Linked DNA regions of Mus musculus: all the other regions are linked to region 2. A link is a contact called in public HiChIP or PLAC-seq data. All regions are on one chromosome and are shown on one strand. The core of a region is the stretch at or near the end of the contact, and the rest is flanking DNA. Distances in the headings are between cores, read along the strand shown. Region 1 has its middle 58 kb from the start of Gm31342. Region 2 overlaps Gm31006 (a long non-coding RNA gene). Region 3 overlaps 1700012I11Rik (RIKEN cDNA 1700012I11 gene).

Evidence for each region. HiChIP or PLAC-seq counts read pairs in DNA pulled down with a chosen protein or histone mark.
Region 1: a contact with region 2 is called in a FOXA1 HiChIP or PLAC-seq map of pancreatic cancer cells. The contact joins two enhancer-like sites. A contact is called at or near these places in 2 of 115 datasets of contacts at active chromatin or transcription factors (memory CD8 T cells and pancreatic cancer cells).
Region 3: a contact with region 2 is called in a BATF HiChIP or PLAC-seq map of CD8 T cells, with 6 read pairs. The contact joins two enhancer-like sites.

Annotation. Positions count from the first base shown.
Region 1 is chr15:67,095,757-67,098,907 of GRCm38.p6, forward strand. No RefSeq gene overlaps it. Among named protein-coding and RNA genes, the nearest start is that of Gm31342, 58 kb to the left of the region's middle. Within about 2 kb of position 1,600, at least 13 of the 459 cell types and tissues checked have an H3K27ac peak or open chromatin away from gene starts, as enhancers often do. A contact at or near this core is called in pancreatic cancer cells, where this site is marked.
Region 2 is chr15:66,506,562-66,509,576 of GRCm38.p6, forward strand. Gm31006 (a long non-coding RNA gene) reads left to right here. Exons shown (of 5, transcript XR_384154.3): 5 at 952-1,162. Among named protein-coding and RNA genes, the nearest start is that of Lrrc6, 7.2 kb to the left of the region's middle. Within about 2 kb of position 1,605, at least 64 of the 459 cell types and tissues checked have an H3K27ac peak or open chromatin away from gene starts, as enhancers often do. A contact at or near this core is called in CD8 T cells and pancreatic cancer cells, where this site is marked.
Region 3 is chr15:67,288,441-67,291,910 of GRCm38.p6, forward strand. The region is part of intron 5 of 1700012I11Rik (RIKEN cDNA 1700012I11 gene); the gene reads left to right. Among named protein-coding and RNA genes, the nearest start is that of 1700012I11Rik, 63 kb to the left of the region's middle. Within about 2 kb of position 1,566, at least 77 of the 459 cell types and tissues checked have an H3K27ac peak or open chromatin away from gene starts, as enhancers often do. A contact at or near this core is called in CD8 T cells, where this site is marked.

The DNA of each region.
Region 1 (3,151 bases), core at 350-2,849, 590 kb after region 2:
TAGGGCTCTCACTTCCCCTAGCTCAGAAGCCTATGTATGAGGCAGGTCTGAGTGGGGAGGGCTCTTCTCTGCTCTACTTGATACAAATTGGGGCAGTTCTCTGGGGGGTGCAGAATATCCTAACCCTAACCCTAACCCTAACCCTGGTTATGGAACCAGGAATTTGAAACTTCCACAGTTTGGTGAGCTAATTTAAGTAGTACAATGATTCCTGTCATTTTTGTTAACAGTGAGGGGAAACTTCAGAGGAGGAATATCAAAGAATCTGAGGTTGTTTTTGATGTTCTTCACTGGGTGTTAGAGGACATGATAGGAACCAGATCTTAAATGTGCATGGGGTGTGAAGAAGCCCATCCCTGTAGTACTTCTGCCTTCTGCATATAAATGTTTGGCCAAGAACTACGAAAGAAAGTAGAGACATCCTGGATCCCATGTGTACAAAAGCCTGTGAGCTGAGACCTGGTCAGTGAGAAGATGCTATGTAGGATAGATGCGGCTGCAAATGACTGATGTATACTGGCTTGTGTTTTAGACCAACTGTCTGTATATACAGCATGCAGATGGGTGAGTGCCAAGACAGGTAGCAGAGAAAGCGATTGATGATGGGTTGGCTTTTATATGACTGGAAGATAGAAATATCCTGAACACACGCAGAGGGAATAGGGGCATGGAAAGTATGGTTATGAACCATGTCTCTTTTAGTGGCAGAAGGGCCGGACTGACGTTGGATAGGCAAAGGGAGGAGGTGACATAGTGAGACTTCTCAGGTCTCTACTTTGAGCTCTGGGCACACCTGTTCTGTAATGGAGAATCAGACAAACAGGGACAGTGAAGGAAGGAGGTGTGTGGTTAGGATCTGTGGAGTTGAAGAGAATAAACATGCTAGAACACATCTTAGAAGGTGGAAGCATATGGAGCCCTAAGTGAGGAGAGTTTGTCTCCAAAGGTCAAGAGCAGTGTTGCTAGTTTGTGGGAAGTGGGAGGAAGGAGGAGCCTTGGTCAGTCTAGGTACAGGAATGTGGTGTTGGGAGATGAGGGACCTGCAAGGTGTTCAAGAAGGATGTAAACAAGGACAGAGGCAAGCCATGGGAAGTACAAGAGGGCTTCGGGCCCTTCAGCTGGGAAGGCTCTACCATCTGGTGAAGTCTGGTGGTGTGCCCAGCATCCAGCTTGGTGCATCTGGCCTGTGGACTACACAGTCATCTCCGCATCCCTAACTCGGTATGTTTCTGCAAAATGAACCTCTTTGGAAGCCCCAGCCTTCCCTGCCTGCCTGGTGCTCTGATGATGCACCAGCCCAGGGGCTCCTCTCCAGGGTAACTCTGTGTGGAACAAGACTTAGAGATCAGTTTCCCTGGCCTTGAGGGCAGAGCAGTTCTCACCGTTTGCACGATCTCACACCACACTCCGCCCAGTTTCTCTCTGGGAGTTTGGTGTTGAGGTGGCCGACACAGTTTCAGATATCTTGATGGTGTGTACACCATTTAGCTATTCCAGGGTACCGTGGCAGGAGAGGGGCAGACAGCGTAGGCTCAGAGTCTGAGTGCCTGGTTCCCATTGAGGTCCGCTGCTGCTGAGCTGAGCTGTGTGGCTCTGGGCAGTACGACTCATCTCTTGGAATGCTAGATTTGTGTAAAATGTGTATGTCAGTGAGGCTGCCTGTCCTGAGGCATGTGAGAAGCAGGTGAGGGGAACCCAGAGGCCTGGCTGGAATGTTTATGCTCTAAGTACAGGTTAACATCCATCCTATCTAGTATTATTGGCAACCAACATGATTCTGATACACCTGCCAACCAGGTACCTGGTACTTTGCTAGATGCTGGGCATTCAGAAGAAAAACCACGTTCAGTGTCTCTGCCTTTCTAGGACCTCTGAGAGTGGAATGGCATGGTTGGATGGAACCTTGAGATACAAACATCGTACTCAAGCCTTCCAGTGTGTACTTTAGGAACTAAAGTCAGCACACAGAAGCACCCACCCTGAAGTCCCTGGGAATGAGCATAGCTTGGATTTCTGGCCAATCTGCAATCTTTCCATTGTATTCTCCCTGATGTTCAAGCATCTCCACCAAGCCCTCTCTGCCTTTGCTTGCACACAACTGCAACTGGGGTGAGCAGCCTCATTCTCTATTCTCTGATGCTGGGCATCCTGTCCCCTGGGTTGCCTCTCTATAGCCCGTCCTACTGCTTGCATCTTTTAAGCCTTCTGATCAACCAGGGTTGACCAGAGCAGACCTGGTGAGCTGTCACGAATTGGCTCTAAGTCTAGGACAGGATCTCTGACATCAAGGAGAGATTTTGGCAGAGGTGGCCGGTTGCCCTCGAGGATTCTGGAACTTTTATCCCACCATTCATTTTCCCATTATGATGTTGTTTGGGCAATGAAACTCCTGCTGGTCAATGGACCTATATGGAAGTGGTGGGTATCAGATCTAACTGGAGACATTTGAGAGCTTATGAGGCATTACCAGTTTCCTGTACAGTGACCTTGAAGGCTATGTGCTGAAGGAGGTGAAGTTGGTAATAATGTCTTTCATGACTGGCTGGGTCACTACATGAAGGAAAGCACAAAATCCCTGAAACTGCTCCTAAAAGAAACTAGCCTTGTTCTCCATTAGTGGGACTTGAAGCTTATTTGTTTTTGCAGCATTAGCCTACTCTGGCCTGACAGATATACAATCAGCTCTGGTCTTTGTTCTTGGCTGAGGAGTTATGAACAGGGTGACCACAGGCATATAGCATTATAGTCATAGGTATGGTGCAGATACCACTGCCACCTCAGTCTCTTGGGAGAATTTCAGGAGGAACATAATACATGTTAGACACATAGAAAATCTCAGAAAATGGCTGGCACAATTTTTCATGTCTACCATGTCATTTAATACCCTCTTACAGATTAATAAACCATGATTCAGATCAAGCTCTCTCATAGGCATACAGTTCAGAAATAATAGATAACCAAGAACAAGTTTCAGGTCCTAGGTTTCCAGTGGACCTGGGTTTCATGTGAACCGTGGGAAGAGAACATTTATTATCCTGTCCACACTGGCTGGGGACTTTGGCTGTCCCCTTTTGGGCCTGTTTTCTTGACTGGTTTACTCAGGTGAGTGACAGAGACAGCGATCTTATTGGAAAGGTGTTGGGCTTGCTCG
Region 2 (3,015 bases), core at 355-2,854:
TGAAAGTCACTGGAGGACAAGAAGAGAGGGTTTTGTTTTGTTTAATTATTCTTTCCCAGTGAGTTTCCAGCTCTGGTTCCTAGCTTTCTGTATGAGAATAGAGAGTAGCATGTCCAATAAATATTTGCTGAGCGACTGAATTATTGAAATGCATTATGTAGCTATTCTATCCAGTGTTAGCAAAGTAATTGAAACAATAGATGGTAACCCTATAACATGAATACTAATATTATCCCTATTTTTCAGATAAGGAAATTTGGTCTACTTTGTCCTAATCTGATAGAAAAGACCTAATACACTCAAATTACTTCTTCCTCTCCTCCTGCTCTCCTCCCCTTCCTTCTCCTCCTCTTTTTCTTTTTGAAAGAATATCATTGTAATCCAGACTGGCCTTAAATTCTCTATATAGGTGAGAATGAACTTAAACTTCTGATTTCCCTGTCTCTACCAGCTGAGTGATGGGAATACATGCTGTTCCACCATGCCCTAATGGGTATAGCACTAGAGGACTAAACCCTGTTCTCAAGCGTACTAGGCAAGCACTCTACAAGACGAGTTTCACCTCTAGACCTACATCATCCCATCATTATCCCTTGCACAGGCACCTAGAATGTCATGTTCCCTTCCAGGTCTCCTGTCTCTGATGGTACTCCTACGTAGGCTTCACTCCTCCCAGCTCCATTCTTCCAGTGCCTCTGGGTAAAGATAGGTACTTGGTGTGTCTGGCTCCTCCTAGCCTCAGTGGGTAGATTCTTCATATTCTTCTGAGCAGATAATCATTTATACCATGGAGATAATCATTTGTTCATGTTAATCACGCCTTATAGTTGTAGTACACATTTGTCATGTTTTGTAATCTGATACCTTTCCCCCAAGTCCTGTGATAAGGCAATCTCATGCCATAGTTTATTGCTGTAAAAGCTAAAACAATCTGTTTTTCTTTCAATCCAGGAAAACCAGCCAATGTAGGAGACCCATGTGAGCCTTTCCTGGACAGAGCACTCACAGATGGAGACACTGGGGAAACCTGTCCACTTGGTGTCTTCGGCAGACTGTTTCATCATAGAAAATGGCTGCTGTCATGTCAGACTGTCAACCGCTGCATGGCTGCATATTCAGTGGTTGCAGCATCCACTGAATATATAGTTCTTGACATTGCAAACTCGCTTGCCTCTTTTGTACACTATACAAGAGCAAGTACAAAATTCCCTATAACTTTCTTTAATTATAACACTTTAAGCAAGTTTGGGCTGGGGGATTCCAAAACCACCCTCAAATTCAGAACTTTTCTGGGAGGACTCACAGATTTTTTTTTTTAAACCACAAGCTGTTAGACTCTCAGACACAGTTTCACATAGGAAGAGTGTAGATAGAGATCTACTGAAGGAGTCCTTGGGACAGAGGGCAGGACTTCCTGTTGTTCTCCCTTGTGGTACAGGATATGCCACTCTCCCAGCGGCTGTGTTTAGAGTAATACATTCCATGGTGGAAGGTTGATCTGAGCTTTGGTGTCAGGACATTTTTATCTGTATTCCACCACATGGGGGTGATTCACTGGCCATGTGGTTAATCTTGGCCTTCAGATCAACTGATATCATATGACTCAGAGGTTTTAGCTCTAACCCCAAGTATAAAGTTGGTATATCTGATGTGGAAATTCTTTACCCCAAACTACGTGGGTGCAATCAGCTCCCTCCATAAATCATTTTGTCAGACTAATCACCTGACTCAAGGTCCCCAAATGAAGACAAGAAGAAATTATGTCTAACATTAAGGACAAATGTCAGACGTCTCTTTGATCAAAGCCAAATACTTTAGTGCATCTCTCCCTCGATACAGGAACTCTCCAACAGTTGTCCAGCTCTGTCCAGCTCTCTCAATTCTGTTGCCAGGGTAACTCTCACTGGTGGTAATAAAGAACCCCCTCACTGATTCCAAATTCATGCCTTATGAAACTCAAAGATGTTCTTCCCATTGGAGAGGAATACCAGTATCAGAAGATATGAGAGACAACATGTTTAACTCTTCTCTGGGTGCCAACAAAGTTGCCCAGAATGCAGACATCACTGATCTGAGCAAGGCAGTGCTTCAAATTAACTGGTTTTGTCACTTCTTGGCATTTCCTAGAGACAAGTGGCACCAGGTGCTAAAGGCCTAAAAAAATATACAGAAGGAGAAAATTATAAAAACATTCTTTTTAAAAAAAAATCATTATCTACTAATTTAATGTCCTCTGAGAATTGAGTAAACAACAGCTTTATTCAGACTCAGTGTGTTGGTCAGCTCACACACACACACACACACACACACACACACAAACCACCACCACCAAAAAACCTGATAGCTATGGATTACTATCACTGGACCACTGAACTTAGCTAACTATAGATAGGGACAAAAGTAAATACAGTCTAAATTAAAACACTGTCTCCAAAACTATTAATTCTTTCCTAATTTAATCTACAAGAAAAAAAAAAGTGAAACATAGAAACATAGCCCCTGGGGAAAATGCAAGTAGCTGCCAATTTTGCTAATGATAATAAGTTTATTTTACTTGCTAATATATTCCTAATTACTCTGGATCTAGAATGTTTATTTTGCTGTCAGTCATCGCTGTTGATTTATATTCTTTGTGAAAAGCCTCAGTCGTGGTATCAATCAACCCTTTTCAAGTTTGGTGGCAGCAGCTGAACCTGATCTCACCTTCTCTGTTACACAGCCCTGCTGGGCACCAATTGCGTAAAGAAGAGGGAGGTATGGGCTATGGATACTTCCAGAATTCACAGCCGTCCATTCCAGCTTGGAGAGATAAAAAGCATTTTCAACGCTCGGTTACAGCAAGAGGACTGATATTGTCCACACTGAAAACTGTTTTGATATTTCTGTGTTTCTAAAATACTGAGCCAGCACGTGCATTTTCCAAACTATCATATAATATTTGCACTTATTTAGGCAACAGAAAAGAATTATTCAACACATGATATTGAATAATATCCAATAATATCCAATGATGGT
Region 3 (3,470 bases), core at 316-2,815, 780 kb after region 2:
TACCAAGTGTGTTGTGGTCAGCTGGAGCCCAGGAATGGAATTTAGCAAAAATGACAAGAGCCCTATGCTCTGGGCTTATGTTCTGGGTATTTCCTTGCGTAGTCATATTTTAACACCTTTGAGACTCTCTTAAAAGGCCTATCAGTCATTCATGCTGAATGCAAATGTATATACCTCTGCCAACATCTCCCAAATAATTGCCAGATGAGAGGTGGGACTTTGAAGAGGCTTTGGACACAGTTCTTTCCTCCAGGAAGGAAATGTAACTGATGAAACTACTATGACCTCAATGTTGTTGGGGCAAAGTAGTGTGTAGAAAGATAAGCATTAAGATTGGGGCCAAGCTGAAGATAAAGGAACTTAAGTAGGTGATGTCTCTGGAGGACAGTGGAGGTCAGGGCCCCTGCACTGGGTTTGAGGACAGTTCATGATGCTTCTGGGATCTAAGCAATTCAGGTAGGTAGAGTGTAGAGGGCACTAGGACACAGAAGGGGTACTGAGAGTATAAGGGGAGTAGACATGATATAAAGGGCCTGTGGCTACATAGTAGCACTCTTTCAGGACAGAGGGGAACCTTTAGTGGGTGTTAAGTAACTCACCCTTTTCTCAGATGAGTTTGGATACATAGAGAGTGAACTGCTAGACATCAGGAGAAATGAGATTCCAGGAGTGTGGGACCACCAACCGTGTGGGCACAGTGATGAGAAGCCTACCTCTTCTACTTTGCTTGCCACCAAAAAGCTGGATCCTAGCCCACCTGTACTCCCAAGGCTCTGGGTAGTCTTCTTAGATGGGTGTTCACCCTCTTTTTTCCTGGAGGAAGCTACCACTGTACTTGTCTGTGGAGCTTCTGACCCACACAGTGATTTCTGTGACATGATATCTGGAGCTTGTGACATGATATAGGAGTTCTCTGTGTGTTTGCTCTAAGACTGGAAGCAAAGGGCAGATACAGTCCTTGACCTGCCAAGTATTAGATGTTAAATACCTGTGGTGCCTGTACCTGCAGGATGCCCCACAATGCTGGTATGCCAGGGCATCGCAAGGACTCTGTCTCTGATTTTCCTTGGGTCTAGGCAGAATCTCCAATAGGATCTTGAACTATGGAATAAGTGGATAATATATGAAAAAACAAAAAAGAAAAATAAGGGGGATGTCTCTCTCTGAGTCTGTTAGTCTCCTTGACTCCCATTTCTAATCTTTCTCCATGGCTTTTGTCTGCTCCATTAACTCTTCTCCTGGTATGCCATGTGTGGTTGTTCAGACTCTACATGGTATAAGATCTACCAGCTGCAAAAGGACCACCAGTCAGTCAGTAACTGATATGAGAATATAAACATTTGTAGAGATGTGAGTCTCACCACTGGGCCCCAGCGCATTAAGGGAGAAGGCTTTTGATACAGAGCCAGGGACATACTCTAACCACAGATGTGCTCTGAGCTTCTCTTGAGGCCCCTGTGCTTACTACTTGCTGGTCTTTTATGCAAAAATCTCACTCCTGTCTAACACTGATGAGGCTCGGTGGGTGTAGAGCTTCCTGTCAGTTGCACGGTTTTCTGATGGGCAGGAAACTCAAGCTTGACACAGGAACTGTATGAGAGGCAACAACCCAGACTGCATGAAAGCCCTCAGCTTTTGGCAGACAGAACCTCAAGCGAGGTTGCACACCAGGAAGGAAAGACAGCAACCAAGTCTGAAAATCTCTGTAACAAATAGAACTGAAAGTGACATTTGGGAAGCTCTTCCCCAGTTGGCCCTGCCTCTCACCTTACCTTCATGCTTACATACAGCGACTTGGGGTCCAGATGACACAGCATACATTTGACAGTCACTGACTGCAGAACAGAAGACTATAAGAGCTTCATGATGGAAGGAGAAAAAAGATGGAGAGAGAAAACTTGCCAGCTGAGGTTTTGTTCCTGTGCAAGAAGCTCACTCCATGCATCCTCTAGGACTTGACTACCAGCAGCCACAGGAAGGAGGACTCATTACTGCCTCATCCTCAAAGACCTGTGATTCTATCCTTAAGACCAATTGAAGACAGGACACCTGCCCTGCTCTCCTAATCAGTGAACTGCAAGCTTGCTTTGCAAGTGACTGCTCCTGGCTGGCACTTTGAAGTCTTCTGAGAGCATGCAGCAAAAACATCCTGGAGTTAGCTAGGATTCAGTACTGCTGTGGGCTTGCTTCTTAGATGAAAGGCTGACAAAATCTGTCAGAGATAGGAGAAGGTGTTTGCCAACTATTTTTCCAGTGTCCCTAGGGTGTTCTCATCAAGAAAGTAGTGGGAGATGCTTCAACACTGTCCCTAGGGTGTCATCAGCAGGAAGTCAATAGGAGATGCTTCAACACTATCCCCAGGGTATCTGCATCAAGGAGGAGGTGGGAGATGCTTAAACTCTGTCCCCAGAGTGTGAGAACTGACTTGAGCTGAAGAGTGTGTGTGTGTGTGTGTGTGTGTGTGTGTGTGTGTGTGTGCACACGTGTGCGTGCACGTGTATGTGTTTTCCATAACTAAGACTCGAAGGGCCCCAGAAGAGTGAAGCTAAGTCCAGGGACAGATGTGACTCTAGGATCTACTGATAGAAGATATGAGTCAGACAACCCAGGTGCTCCTCACTCCCTGATGAAGCTCCTCCCCACTGTACAAGTGATTCACTCCTGTGTTTACTTCGGGTAGCCAGAGATCAGTTTGCTCACTTTTTCACTCTGCCCAGGCTTAAACCATCATTGTGTAATGTTGTAAACTTTAAGAAAGGGCAACTGTAGGATATGTTTCTCAGATATCTAATGAAACCTTGTGTCTTAGTTGGAGTGTTATTGCTGTGAAGAGACACCATGGCCAAGGCAGCTCTTATAAAGGAAAACACTTAATTGGGGCTGACTTACAGTTTCAGAGGTTTTGTCCATTATCACGATGGGAAACCCAGAGGAAGACATGGTGCTTGATGAGATGAGAGTTCTACATCTTGACCTGAAGAAAACCAGGAGAGTTTAAACATAGGACATCAAAGCCCATGTTCACAGTGATGCATTTCCTTTAACAAGGCCATACCTACTCCAACAAGGCCACACTTCCTAATAGTACTACTTCCCATGGCCCAGCATATTCAAACCACCATGCCCTGCATGGGTGGTCTTCAGTCTTAGGAATAGGGATAAGTGACTGTTGCTGCTGAAGATGATCAAGTTTGGCTTATAGAAAGATCATATCATTCTATATAGCTTATATTATTAAGAATGATGTGGTGATCTTTCTATATAGCTTAGGCTCGCCTCAAACTCCTGTCTTAGCCTACTGAGTTCTAGGATTACACTATGCCAACACACAGTCCTCTTCTCTTGAAATGGATCCAAACTCTTGCCTGTTCTTTGTAGCACCTAGACCCATGCGCAGTCTTGGAAAAAATGCCCTCAATTGTCCTCATACACCCTGTGCAGCAAGTTTGCTGATCTCAGACTCTTGAAGT